Regions from separate parts of the Mus musculus genome. Here region 2 is linked to region 1. Evidence: chromatin contacts called from public promoter capture Hi-C data. All regions are on one chromosome and are shown on one strand. The core of a region is the stretch at or near the end of the contact, and the rest is flanking DNA. Distances in the headings are between cores, read along the strand shown. Region 1 overlaps Arhgef33 (Rho guanine nucleotide exchange factor (GEF) 33). Region 2 overlaps Pkdcc (protein kinase domain containing, cytoplasmic).

What was found. Promoter capture Hi-C pulls out the DNA fragments that hold promoters and counts their contacts.
Region 2: a contact with region 1 is called in a promoter capture Hi-C map of liver, with 2.5 times the contacts expected there. The contact joins two enhancer-like sites. A contact is called at or near these places in 2 of 39 promoter capture datasets (hippocampal neurons and liver).

Annotation. Positions count from the first base shown.
Region 1 is chr17:80,321,217-80,328,290 of GRCm38.p6, forward strand. All of the region lies in intron 1 of Arhgef33 (Rho guanine nucleotide exchange factor (GEF) 33), which reads left to right. Among named protein-coding and RNA genes, the nearest start is that of Arhgef33, 17 kb to the left of the region's middle. Within about 2 kb of position 4,370, at least 6 of the 459 cell types and tissues checked have an H3K27ac peak or open chromatin away from gene starts, as enhancers often do. A contact at or near this core is called in liver, where this site is marked.
Region 2 is chr17:83,219,745-83,225,881 of GRCm38.p6, forward strand. Pkdcc (protein kinase domain containing, cytoplasmic) reads left to right here. Exons shown (of 7, transcript NM_134117.2): 2 at 290-412; 3 at 1,222-1,493; 4 at 2,046-2,125; 5 at 2,382-2,486; 6 at 4,039-4,212; 7 at 4,448-5,325. The coding sequence ends at 4,533. Among named protein-coding and RNA genes, the nearest start is that of Pkdcc, 7.5 kb to the left of the region's middle. Within about 2 kb of position 3,222, at least 39 of the 459 cell types and tissues checked have an H3K27ac peak or open chromatin away from gene starts, as enhancers often do. A contact at or near this core is called in liver, where this site is marked.

The DNA of each region.
Region 1 (7,074 bases), core at 3,120-5,619:
GAGGGGGAGAGGGAGAGGGAGAGGGAGGGGGGAGAGAGGGGGGAGAGGAAGGGGGAGAGGGAAGAGACAGTGAAAGATAAAGAGACAGAGAGAGGGACACACACACACACAGAGACAGAGACAGAGAGAGGACTAATGGGGGTGCATGGGCCAGGAAGAGACTCTTTGGTGTGGTACCCCATGCCACTGAGCAATGCTTGGAGAAGCCCTGCTGAATGAGCCTCAGCGTTTTAGAGTTATAGGGCCTTTGAGTGGGATTTCTTTCCAACTTTCTGAGAGACAAGAAATATGTACTTCAGTGAGGAGGGAGAGGGTGGAGCACTTTACTCACTTCTAGAGTCAGGGTCTCTCTCATGTTTCCCAGGCTGGCCTTGAATTCCCGGACTTAGGTGAGCCAACAGGTGTGTGCTACAGTGCCCGCTGTCCTATTGTTTACTAATTTGTGTCCTAACTTGTTCCAAATCAGGAAATTAAAACAAGACACTGAGGAATTTGAACATAATCTAGCTGCCACGTATTACAGCGTTACTTGAGAAAAGGTCTCACTATGTAACCTAGGGTGGCCTGGAACTTTTCACCATGCCTCAGCCTCCCAAGGCTGCACTGTCACACCTGGTTCAGTTCTGGGCCCCCTTTGCCTTTGGTCATTACAGTCATTACTTATTTGTATGGGGCAAGGAGTACAGAAGACACATACGTGGGGGTCAGAGGACAACTTGATAGAGTTTGTCTGTTCTTGTTCTGGACTCTTGATAGAAGGGCTGTCCTCTTCTCTTTGTTCCGAAAACAGCCAACTAACTGTAAGATAGGTATGCATTTGACTATAGTCTGGTGTGGAGTGCATGCCTGTATTCTTAGTACTCAGGAGGCTTAGCCAGGAGTATTCCTTATAGGTCAAGTTTACCATTGTGACTTGTACCAATGTGTCAAGTCTTACCCATTCTCTAAAAAAGAATAGGTTGGATTCAGTTGGTCTTAGTCTGGGGCAGGGGAAATCATACATGAAATAAGATGAAAATATAAAATAATAAAAGTAATGAAGAAAATACACACTGGTCATTGATTAAGAAAATGTAAGCTTGGTGAGGCGTGGATAATCTCAGCACTCAGGAGGTGGAGGCAGGAAGAGCAGAAGTTCCATGGCTATGTAACAAGTTGGAGCTTAGCCAAGGTTAGCTGAGCCTGTCTAAGATAAGGACTGTTTTATATTTAAGTCTGTGCCACTGGGTTCTAAGAATGATGAGTTAGTAAGGAGAGGTGACAGTTAACCACGAGGCAGGGTTAGGGTAGAGCTGGTAGCGGGCTTGTCAAGCGTGCACTTAACCCCGGCACTGCATAAAAAGAAAGGTGGAGGTGTACTCCTATAATCCCAGCACTTAGGAAGCAGAGGCAGGGGGATCACCGGTTCAGCCCAGTGCCATCCTCCACCGCACAGAAAGCTTGGGCTACTAGAGATCCGGCTTCACAAAACAAACAAAAATCTGCACCATCCACTTCCTGGAGGCCATGGGGGATAGCTGCCCTTTGGGGGTGAGCAGGACTTGAGTTGCCTGAGGCTGGGGGTTCAGGCAGGGACCTGTAAGGACTGAGGTCTTTAGGTGAGCTGCACATGACTTGTAGATGAGGACTCTGAGGGATGAGGTAACAGTATTAGTGGCCACAGGGTATCACTGGCCCTCAGGGTACACTGACTATGACCCATGTGTTTCTGAAGTTAGAGATTTTCCAAACTTTGTCTCTGATTCCCAGCTTCTGGAGTCTGCTCACTTGGGCAATGGTGGGAAGGTACAATCACTCTGAAGACTGCATTTTACTGTTTTCCTAGCAGCCCCCAAAGTGCCAAAGGCAGATCCAAATTGGATGCCGTTTTATCGGAATGATGAAAAACCTTCTCCCAGGAGAGGCAGCAATAACCTGCTTTCCCCTCTCACCTAGAATAGGCCCTGGTGGCTGATGAGCTATTTTACAAAGTGCATGGACTCAGCCACCTCATTTGGGACTTGCGAGACCTGAAATTTCTCTGCTTCAGCAGATGGGGTAATTCCCCAGGACGACTGACTGACTACTTAGTTTCCCCCAATTGATCTCCACCCCTGTCTCTGCAAACAGGCTTTTCCTGGCTGGAGGAAACTTTCTCTGGAGGCCAGGACTGTCCCTCTGAATATCTCTAAGGGTCTTTAGTTGTTCTTCTTCACTTGCAGGTGGCCTTACCAGGTGCGATGTCACTTTGTTTTTTATTTAAATTGATGGTTTGTTTGTTTGTAACAGAGTCCCACTATGTAGCCCTGGCTGGTCTGGAACGTACTATATAGATCAGGTTGGCCTTGAACTCACAGAGATCTCCCATGGGCTGGAAGGAAAGGCATGAGCTTTCCCTCTCACTGAGAGCCCCTGAGAGGCTTCTCCTTAGCTGAGTCCAGCTGGGCAACATGTTTGAGAGACAGAGACAGAAAAAAATCTAGTCAGGGTAGAAAGAGCCACAGAACCTTCCTGCCAGAACCACAGCTCAGGAAATACCCAGGCTATCAAAAGCCACTCTGACACACTCAGGTATACCAAGCAACAACAAGAGACAGAGGGGCCCCCGGAAGAAGGGCCTGAGTTTTGATGAGTTGTGTTATCTCACACGAGGCTTAAACATGTACTCATTCACCTCAGAGCAGGCACTGGCCGTGAGAGAGCAGGCCGTCACGCTTCTCTTCCTGCCAGGTCTTGACACATCAACTCAGCCAAATTACCCAATCCCAAGTAAGCAAGATAATAACGTGGCAATGGAGTAGCTCGGAGGACCAATGGCCGTTCACATTCTGATATAAGGAAGATCTGTGCTCCTGAGCTAAGGAATGGTCCGCTCTGAGTGCTTTCTCTAGATTCCCGCTGGCTCTGGACACACCAGGGCTGTGGTGGGGAACCAGAGTTGGTTTGGAAAGTGAGAGTTGTCTAGGAGTCCTGCTGACTCTTGGTTCTTCAAGCCCGTTGCTGGGTGCAGGCTTTCTCTTAGGGGAACTTTGCGCTGCTGATAGAATAAAATAGTTTTGTTTTCCTCGCCAGTCTATCCACTAAGTTTTGGTATTGGGAAACAAACCCAGGACCCGCACTTGACCCCTGAATGACTCTTCTAATCATTATTTTGAATGGCATCTGTAGTAAATACCATGTTTCTCATAGTCTGCTGGGTGAAAATTCACATTGCTTTCTCAGATTTTTTTTTTTTTGAGAGCACCTGAGGCCCTTTGGGGAGTGTGGTTGGAGCGGGGAGGAGGTTGAGTGCTCTCACCTGAGGAGCCCGATGTGTAGTCAAAGCTAGCTATATATTTGGTGATTCAGTTTTGACATAGGCGTAAAAAACACATTATCTTTGAGATGCCTTCATTTATGCATTTAGAAAATTCCCATGTATGAGTGCTTTGCCTGCATGCATGTCTATGTAACTCACTCTGCGCCTGACGCCCACAGAAGCCAGGAAAGGAGTCAGATTACCTGGGCCTCGAGTTACATGTGACTTGAGCTACCACGTGGGTGCTGGGAATTGAACCTGGGTCCTCTGAAAGCAGCCAGCCAGTGCTAACCCATCTCTTCAGCCCTCATGACAGCGTTGTTTAAACCCCGTGTACTTACACACTGTGAGATTTGTTTTCTCTCATTAGGTGACTTCCAGGGGTCACATTATACTTCTTGCTTCCTTTTATTATGTTGATTACAGAGTTATATGAACAGACTTATAAAGATATTCTAGAGCAAATTATATTTGTCACAGTACTATCCGTTGTTTATGGTATTTTATTTAAGATACGTGAGAATTCATCATCTTAGAGTAGATTTAATATCAGAATCCTAAAACGACCTCAGTGGTTTACATATTACATCTTACTTGCAGGAGATTATATACAAGTCATTGCTATCTCTAAGACTTTCCTAGGATATTATTTGGACTTTATTTGAAAGGATCGATAACGGACCGTCCTTTTCTCCCCCCCCCCATACTCCCCTCCTTTCCTCTCACTTCCCTTCCCCTCCCCTCCTCTTCTCAGAGTGTTGTGATGTTGCCTGAGCTGACCTTGAACTCAAAAAGCCTTCTGCTTCAGCCTCCAGAGGGTTGAGATTGCAGGCGTGTGACCCCGAACCTGGCTTACCCTCCTTTTGGTCCTTCCCACAGATATTTGTTCTGCTTAATTTCTTTTCAGCTTTTAAAGGAACCAATTCTCCAATGTCTAGAATGCAGCCCATCTCGCCACCTAACTTTTACTTAGTGTCAGGTGTGCTGGTGTGACAGGCTGAGTGAGAAGAATTCCAAGTTTATGGCTAATCGGGGCTACTTAATGGGGCTCTGTCTGAGGATACACAAACAAGTGAAGTTATCTGTCAGAAAGTACACACTGCATTTCATCAGCCCAGTTCGGTGTTCTTTGAGTTGTCAGCCACAGTCCCCTCCTTGTGTGTGTGTGTGTGTGTGTGTGTGTGTGTGTGTGTGTGTGTGGTGGTAGTGGCGGGGGAGCATGCATCTACGGTACACTATGTGAAGGTCAGAGGACAAATTGCTGGAATTAGGTCATCAGGCATCATTACCAGCTGCCTCAGTGCCCCAACCGCTCTTCCTCCTCTCCTTTTCCCTCAGTCTTTCCCTCATCACTCAGTCAGGCTCCCTCGCTTTTTAAAATCATCTACTCAATCTGTTTTACTCAAAGACCTAAAAGTAGTTGGGAGGCTGAGGCAAGAGGGCTGCTCTGAGTTTGATGCCATCGTGGGCCCCAAGTCGAATTCCAGGCCAGCCAGATCTTCATGGCAAGATCTTTTCTCTCTCAAAACAAAACAACCATAAACCAGAAATCAAGTAGTACAGAGTCCACAAAGGAATCAATGCTTTATCTCTTTTTATTTACTTATTTATTTTGCTGTGCTTTTTTTTTTTTAAGGGTAGTTGCTGTGGCATGAAGCAATTAAACCCAGAAAACTAGAAAACTAACCGCCATGTGAGGTGGTACGGCTTGTGTAGGGAGGGCACGCTCTGAGGTGAGGCTCAGTCTGTGGGAAATGACTGGGGGTAAACACTGTGCCCACTGATGACCAAGTACAATGTTTCTGACTTTGCGTTAAAAATGATGACACACAAGCCAGTGTTACTCATCATCAAGTGACGTTGATTTTAGCTGACATAGGGACAAATGAACACCAATGCATGCTTCGCACAATGTCTTCAGTAGTTGTTGGACATCACAGAGGTTATATAGACTTTCCTTTCTGATCATGTCTGCAGGCTTTGTTCTGATGAATTATTTAAGTTTTGGGGAAATATTTCCTTGGCACCCTTCCCCCAACACAGAAAGTTCTTGTTCTACTAAATTAGAAATATGCACTGAAGACCCATTCAGCAAAGGACACTGAAGTGGAGATTAACTCAAGTCTGCTTTCAATTAATTTCAATTCCCTGAAGTGCCAACATTTCCATTTTGGTCCCAGCAGTAATTGGAAAGTAATAGGCAAGCCTGAGTTTTTGTAATTGTACGTGTATGTAGGGAAGGAGGGTGAGTATTCTAGGTCACCCTGGGGGAGGGGCAGGAGAGCCCGCGGTCTTCTTCAGATCCCTGTTAATTTTACAGTGTAGTTCTTCAGCTAATTTCATGACAGTCCGGCCTTCCCTTTTCAGATGCAATTTTCCAAGTTTCTGTTTCCCTATATTTACAATTTTATAACCTTTGCTTTTGAAGAGCAGAAACAGATTTTAAAAAGAAAATCCTTCACAGTCAGCTATTGGATGGATCACAGGGCCCCCAATGGAGGAGCTAGAGAAAGTACCCAAGGAGCTAAAGGGGTCTGCAACCCTATAGGTGGAACAACAATATGAACTAACCAGTACCCCAGAGCTTGTGTCTCTAGTTGCATATGAATCAGAAGATGGCCTAGTCGGCCATCACTGGGAAGAGAGGCCCATTGGACTTGCAAACTTTATATGCCTCAGTACAGGGGAACGCCAGGGCCAAGAAGTGGGAGTGGGTGGGTAGGGGAGTGGGTGTGGGTGTGGGGAGGGCATGGGGGACTTCTGGGATAGCACTGGAAATGTAAATGAAGAAAATACCTAATTAAAATAAAATAAAAAAAAGAAAATCCTTTCCAAAAATTATAAGATTGGAATCAAACAAATGCAGGTATTGTGTGAGGGGGACCCAGAGGGGGACCCCAGGACCCTGAAGCTTCTGCTTAGCCCCTCAAAGCACTCAAGAAAGCCTGGTGGAGCCAGAGCTTAGTTGGGTAGAGCACCTTGCTTGCAGAAAAGACCTGCATTTAGTGCTCAGCACCACAGAAACTGGACATGGTGGCACGTGCTTATAATCCCAGCACTTGAGAGCTAGAATCCGGAGGATCGGAAGTTCAAGGGCAACTTCAGCTACATATGAGTCACCCTAGAGAGACGTGTCAGTAGACCTGCACAACCACAGGGACGCGAGTTCCAATCCTAGCACTCTTGTAATGAGCTGGGCATGGTCTCACAAGCCTGTAACCCCAGCATTCTGGGCATGGGGGGTGGCTGGAGACATATCTGTGGCTTGCTGGCTGCCAGCCTGGCAGAAAAACAGAAGCTCCAGGTTCAAGGACAGCCATAAAGGAGGACAACTGATGGTTTCCTCCAGCCTCTGTCTTAGCATTCACACATTGGCTCATGCATCCATACACAGACATGTACATAACACACACATGCGCGCGTGCACACACACACACACACACACACACACAGCTGGGAGACAGAGACACAAATAAGGACAGAGTTAGAAAGACATGGGCAGAGATCAATCCTGGAGATTTCAAAGAGTGTAGGTTGAAAATCATGACTTTATATACAGATCTGCATGAGCAAGAGATCGGCCAACATTTTCTAAAGCTTTAGCAGTATTTCCTCAAAGACCTGCCAAGCCCCAGATGTGTATTTTAAAGGCTACCACTGCAATTTTGGAGATGCAAGGAAAGGTAGATAAAGGGAGTGTGCAGGCCACGTAGACTGGTAAGGGACATTTATTATTTCATGGTAGACAATGATTCAAAGACTATCAAAGTCAGAGTATGGAATCCCAGGGAACTAGG
Region 2 (6,137 bases), core at 1,972-4,471, 2.9 Mb after region 1:
TCCTGAGAGCCACCCTCTGACCTCAGCGCACACGCTCAATCATACCACACCACAACAATACAGTAAAATGAAGTTTAGAGATAAGAACTGAATTAAGCGCATAATACCTTTAGCATTGTGCCTGGTTGGGACATGGTGGCTAAGTTTGCCCATTTCCCTGATTTTAACAAGAGGTGAAGGACTGGTGTCACCATGCCAGTAGAAACTAAGAAACAGAGGCCAAACTTCCCAGGCTTTTCCCTGGTCTCCCTACCCTGTGACCTAATGACCTGCCCTGGCTCTCCCCCAGCTCTATGGCTATTGCTACCAGGACAGTGAGGGCATCCCAGACACGCTGACCACCATCACAGAGCTGGGTGCCCCTGTGGAGATGATCCAGCTGTTGCAGACTTCCTGGGAGGATCGATTCCGAGTAAGCAGGGAGGAGGGTTCAGGCCTGGGATTTTTGTGGGGATGGTTCTCCCTTAGAAGGCAGCCTCTCAGAGCAGCCTAAACTCCTCAGCCAGGGAGGGAGGGAGGGAGGGAGGGAAGGAAGGAGGGAGGGGCACACACTAGCTCGGCCATGGGCCAAAGGGTTAAAAAAAAAAAAAAAAAAGAACAGGACAGAGGAGCCAGGCCTTTTGTGTTCCTGCTGTTCTCCCTGCTCTCCATAGCACACGTGCACATTCATGTGAGTGAGTGTACACACATATGGGTCCATGAGGGCAAGTGTGTGCATAGGTGTGTGGACACACATACACGTGTGTGCCCCGACATGCACTCACACACACACCTTTTACACATTTGGATGCTTCCTTTCAACCTGAGGGTCAAAACCCCTTTGGGGATCAAAAGACCCTTTGCTCAGGGATTGCATATCAGATATCCTGCATATCAGATTTACGTTATGATTAATAACAATAGCAAAATTATAGTTACGAAGTAGCAACAAAAATAATTTCCTGATGGTGGTGGTGGTGGTGGGGTCACCACAACATGAATTGTATTAAAGGGTCGCAGCATTAGGGAGGTTGAGAGCCACTGCCCTAGTTCCACACACTGAGGCCACATTCAACACTCCTGTTGCTATCTCACTCCTAATGGTTAGTCCAGCCAAGGGTCAGTTAGAGACCAATGACTTTTCCAATGGGACCAGAAAAAGAGAAAGGCCAACCTCCAAGCTAAAGCCAGAGCCTGTGAGTCCAGCAGGCCTGACCCAGCCTATGTGTGACCCACCCTCAGATCTGCCTCAGCCTTGGCCGCCTCCTCCACCACCTGGCCCACTCCCCGCTGGGCTCGGTCACCCTGCTTGACTTCCGCCCTCGGCAGTTTGTGCTAGTGAACGGGGAGCTGAAAGTGACAGACCTGGATGATGCCCGCGTGGAAGAGACACCGTGCACCAGCAGTGCCGACTGCACGCTAGAGTTTCCAGCCAGGAACTTCAGCCTGCCCTGCTCGGCCCAGGGCTGGTGCGAGGGCATGAATGAGAAACGGAACCTCTACAATGCCTACAGGTAATGACCATACGTGGTGGGACTCCAGCTAAGGGGACTGGTGGAGTAAGAGCCAACCAGGGAGAATAACCTTGACCTAGGGAACTGAGGGGCCCAGGCAGGATCGAATGTGGCTGTGGAGCTAAGAATAGATAGTGCTGAGGAGAGCTAGGTTGGAGGGGCAGCTGGAGGCTTCCTAAAATAGTGTCGCATTCAGGGCCTGAGACTGCCAGGACTGGCATGTGCCTTCTCCACCCTAGCTCTTAACCTTTACAAAGCTCCTCGAAGCTGAGAAGCCCCAACTATGGAGCTGTTCCACCACCGGGTCAAACAGAGGACAGTGTGGCCTGGAAGATGAGGACGGGGAGAGAAATGGACCTCTGGGCCCAGTTTGGTCTGCAATCAGCTGTAGTCACAACTGAGCCCAAGCCCATGCCTCACAGCTAAGTAGTGTAGGCCTGCCTGGTCCCTGTGTGAGGTTTCTTTCCCAGACCACGTTGAAGTCCATTGCTAATGGAAGGGATGTAGTTCCAAAGGCTGGGCCCCTGAGCCCCTACCTCCTCTCTGCCACAGGTTCTTCTTCACATACCTCCTGCCACACAGTGCCCCGCCTTCCCTCCGACCTCTCCTGGATAGCATCGTCAATGCCACGGGTAAGCCTCAGGACCCGTACACATCGGATTACCTGCCCCTGCCCTATCAGAAATAGGGACAAGCATGACCCTGGGACATGCAAGGTCTAGGACCCATTATATTCTAAGATAGTGTTCTGTGGTAAGGACCCTCCTTAGCCACCAAGTCCTGGCTTCGGGAAGGAAAGAGGGTGGCTTCCCATGGGAGGAATGGGAGTGGGAGCCAGGCATGTGGTGGTAACCGGGCATGTGGTAGTAACCATACCACACTTTGCAGGAGAGCTCGCCTGGGGGGTGGATGAGACCCTGGCCCAGCTGGAGACAGCGCTACACTTGTTCCGAAGTGGGCAGTACCTGCAGAACTCTACAAGCAGCAGGGCTGGTGAGTGATGGACAGGGCAGGAACCCAGGGACTGGGCAGGCAGGAGCAGGATTATGAGTGAGTGACCTCCACCCACTGGGCTATTACTTACTTTCTTCAGAGACTTGGTCTCCAAAGGCCACTCTCGCTTTGAAGCCCTGCCTCTGACTAACCTGAAACAGCAAGCATTTGCCTTGAGCAGTTGGGTGAGCACTGACACCCTCTGTAAGAATGGCTTCAAACCCCTCCAAGGAGCTGGCTGTATGACTTACCCCTGGGGCCTCTTTTTTTCTCAACTGTGAATTGGGTTCAAAATAATTCACCTAGCAAACTTTCTTATGGGGATTAACTAGCCTACAAGGTGTGTAAAAGCAATTAGCACAGTGCCTGTTACACAGCTGGATCACAACACACATTAGCTTCTCTTCCCTTCCTCTGCACTCCTGGGGCATGGAGGGCAGCCGGAGGAGGGGGCAGCCTACTCTGAAACCAGCCAAGAAGCTGTTTCCCCCAGGGAGGGGGGGGGAACTATAGCTACTGTTACAGGCAGTGGTCCCTCTACAGAAGCCTAAGGGTTTAGCAATGGTTGGGGGGTATGGGGGGAGCAGCCTCCATTTTCAAGGAGGCCTGACCAGCCTTAGGGGTGGGGGAGCCCTCGTTAGCCCTGTAAATAAAGTTTAACGAGGTGAACAATGGCTGGCTCTGTCCCTGAGGACTCCGTTTATGGGGCCATAAATCACAGGCAACCCTGCCTGGACTTTGGTCCCTGGCAGGAGAAGGAGGCAGGAGGGTGGGGTGGCCAGAGGCCCAGGGCTTCTGCATTATCAGGCAGCAACTGGGGCTCCTAGGGTGGTGGGAAAGACCAGTGAACCAGAGGCCCACCTCTCAGCCTCTTGAAGAGCCTCTGCACTCACTGAGCATCTGAGGCTCTGAACCACAGGGAACTCCCAACCCTTCTCAAGTCCTTGAACCCCGAATTGTGGCATTTTGTGTCCATCTACCTGCTTCTTAACCGCAAACTCCTTTGCTGGAGTCCCAGGTCTATCTTAGAAGCTTAGCTGGCCTCTCCGCAAAGTCAGGACCAAGTATGTCTGAGGGGCTCTGAACCCTTGCCCCGCGTGGACAGGACTAGAATCGAGTCAGGAATCCTCAGGCCCCACCCCAGGCCTTCCCAAATCAGTACCTACATTTCGGTAATACTGCATGAAAGTGCACATGTACCACGATGTGTGAGAAGCCTTGTCCTGCATGTCTAAAACTCCCTGAGCTCCGACACAGACAGCTGGTTATCTCTGAGTACGTGCCTGGCCCACATATGCCATTCGTTCTATGCTGTTGATACTAGCTACGTGGCCTTAAATCTAAGAGATGTGTGTGCCCTCAAACCCAAGTCTACCTAGCTGTAATGTGAGCTTGAAGAGCTCTCGCTGCCTTCATTTCCAGGCTGGGTGCACTGGCCTGGACTTCAGCTTTCGTCTAGCAAATGAGTCTTGCGATCCCTGCTCACAGAGCCATCCTCAGCCCTCGCCCGCCCCGGGCACACAGTTCTCACTCTCTTCCCTTTAACTCTTAGAGTACCAGCGCATCCCGGACAGTGCCATCACACAGGAGGACTATCGCTGCTGGCCATCCTATCACCACGGCGGCTGCCTCCTGTCCGTGTTCAACCTGGCTGAGGCTATAGATGTCTGTGAGAGCCATGCTCAGTGTCGTGCCTTTGTGGTCACCAACCAGACCACCTGGACAGGTGAGCCAGAGGGAGGGGGTATCTCAAAAGAATGGCTATACGTCTCCAAAAGATGTGAAGGGCTCCCCTCAGAAAAGCCAGAGGGCAGGCAGAGATGGTGATGATATATATATATATATATATATATATATATATATATATATATATATCCTTCAAGTCAGTCACTTTATAGAAAGTAGTCTTACCTCCAAGAAGAAAATTACCCAGATCTGTAAACTCTTATCTCTGCCCCTAGGTCGGAAGCTGGTCTTTTTTAAGACTGGATGGAACCAAGTGGTCCCTGATGCCGGCAAGACCACATATGTGAAGGCCCCTGGTTGACTGGTTGTGGGCTCAGCTGACCAGCTGGGCTTGCCTGCTGCAGGCGTGACTTGCATCCCACCTGGGAACCCCTGCAGACAAAAGCTAGCTCCCAGAGCAACTGATGTGACCAGGACAAAACGTGCAATATGCAAAAATGTTAAAATGTGAGTTTGCCAGCTTCAGTCCCAGACTGGTTGGAACCCGATTGCCTCTCTGGAGCTGTAGGCTGTGAGCAGGGCTCAGGCTGGTCTTAACTGGGACAGTCCCGTGGGCAGCCCATTACTGCATTCATGCTTTGAGAATGTAGCCAGAACACTGCTGCTGCATAAGCCACCGTGGGCAGGAGCTGCCTGGGGACAACCAGTCTCAGAGTGCTCTCTCAGCTCAGCTCCGCTCCAAATGGAGAGCGCGGGATGCGGAGATGTGAGTGAACCAGCACTGGGAAGAAGGCTCTCGGGCCTCTCCCTAGAGGTTGCTCCTAGGCCAGCCCCGAGGCCGTGGGCAGCAGTGCTCGCATCCATATGAGCCAAGACTAGAGTGGAGGAGCAGATTGCATTTGAGCCAGGACTGGGGTGGGGGTAGGGTCGGGGCCTCTCTGCCTCATTTGCTTTCAGTGAAAGCCAGGGAGCAGCCGCAGCCAGGCTCCTCCCACTCCTGGAGGCCAGGCTCCTCCCCCTCCTGGAGGCCAGGCTCCTCCCCCTCCTGGAGTTTGCGTACCCAGAAGCTTTTATACTTCTCGTTCATTAAATTGTTTATTTTTGTAAAAAAAAAAATTAATCAATTAATAAAATGATGTTTTGTGACAAATGCTCCCCTCCGTCATGAGCTCGTGAGAAGACTGTCTCTCAGCCCCAGTTATGCCTGTAGTGCGTTTGGCTGGTGGTGTGTGTCTGTCTGATGGAGTTTGGCAACCTACGGGGAGCGAAATCTCAGTGGCAAACCCTGAAAACTCGGTGGCCCTTGATGCCTACCCTGAGCAGATGTGAGGGTGGGTCCCATCCCCTCAAGGAGGTTCTAACTTGAACACATTTTTGACTTCCTGTGCACAAAGCCTTAGCCCAAGAGTGCTATCTCCATAGTAGGGTGTTGGCCATCTCAATTACCTGATGGAGAAATAATTAAGATAGAAGGAGTTAGCCAAGCGACCTCCAGGCTTGGCCTGGTGCACCTACACCTGTGTGACCACCGATGTCCGGCACAAGTTCATGGGCAGGTTTCTTTTCTTTCTTTTTTTTTTTTAGGTCCTTTCTTCAGCGAGAAATACATAGAGAGTGAAGAGAAAGAAGGCTCTTTGGAAGAGCGAGCTTCAGTTTTCTGAATTTAGCAAGAACCATCTAGCAGGGAGCATATGAACCAGAGGGAAAATGATGAGACGGGTTTGGGGGAGAAAGGGGAAGAGAGATCGGGTTGGAGAACTCGTCCCTATGCTGAGACTGCAACAAGCCAAGGCATAGAACCTTCTCAGAAAGAGTCACCCAGTAGCTAAAGGGACAGGGACAGTTTTCCCCTCAAACCTGTACAGCTTACCTTACACCCCACCCCCTCCCTGAGGACAAACAGCCACACTTAGTCCTGCAAACTTGAGAGAAAACACATTTGCAACCTGGAGTGGCAAGGCTAAG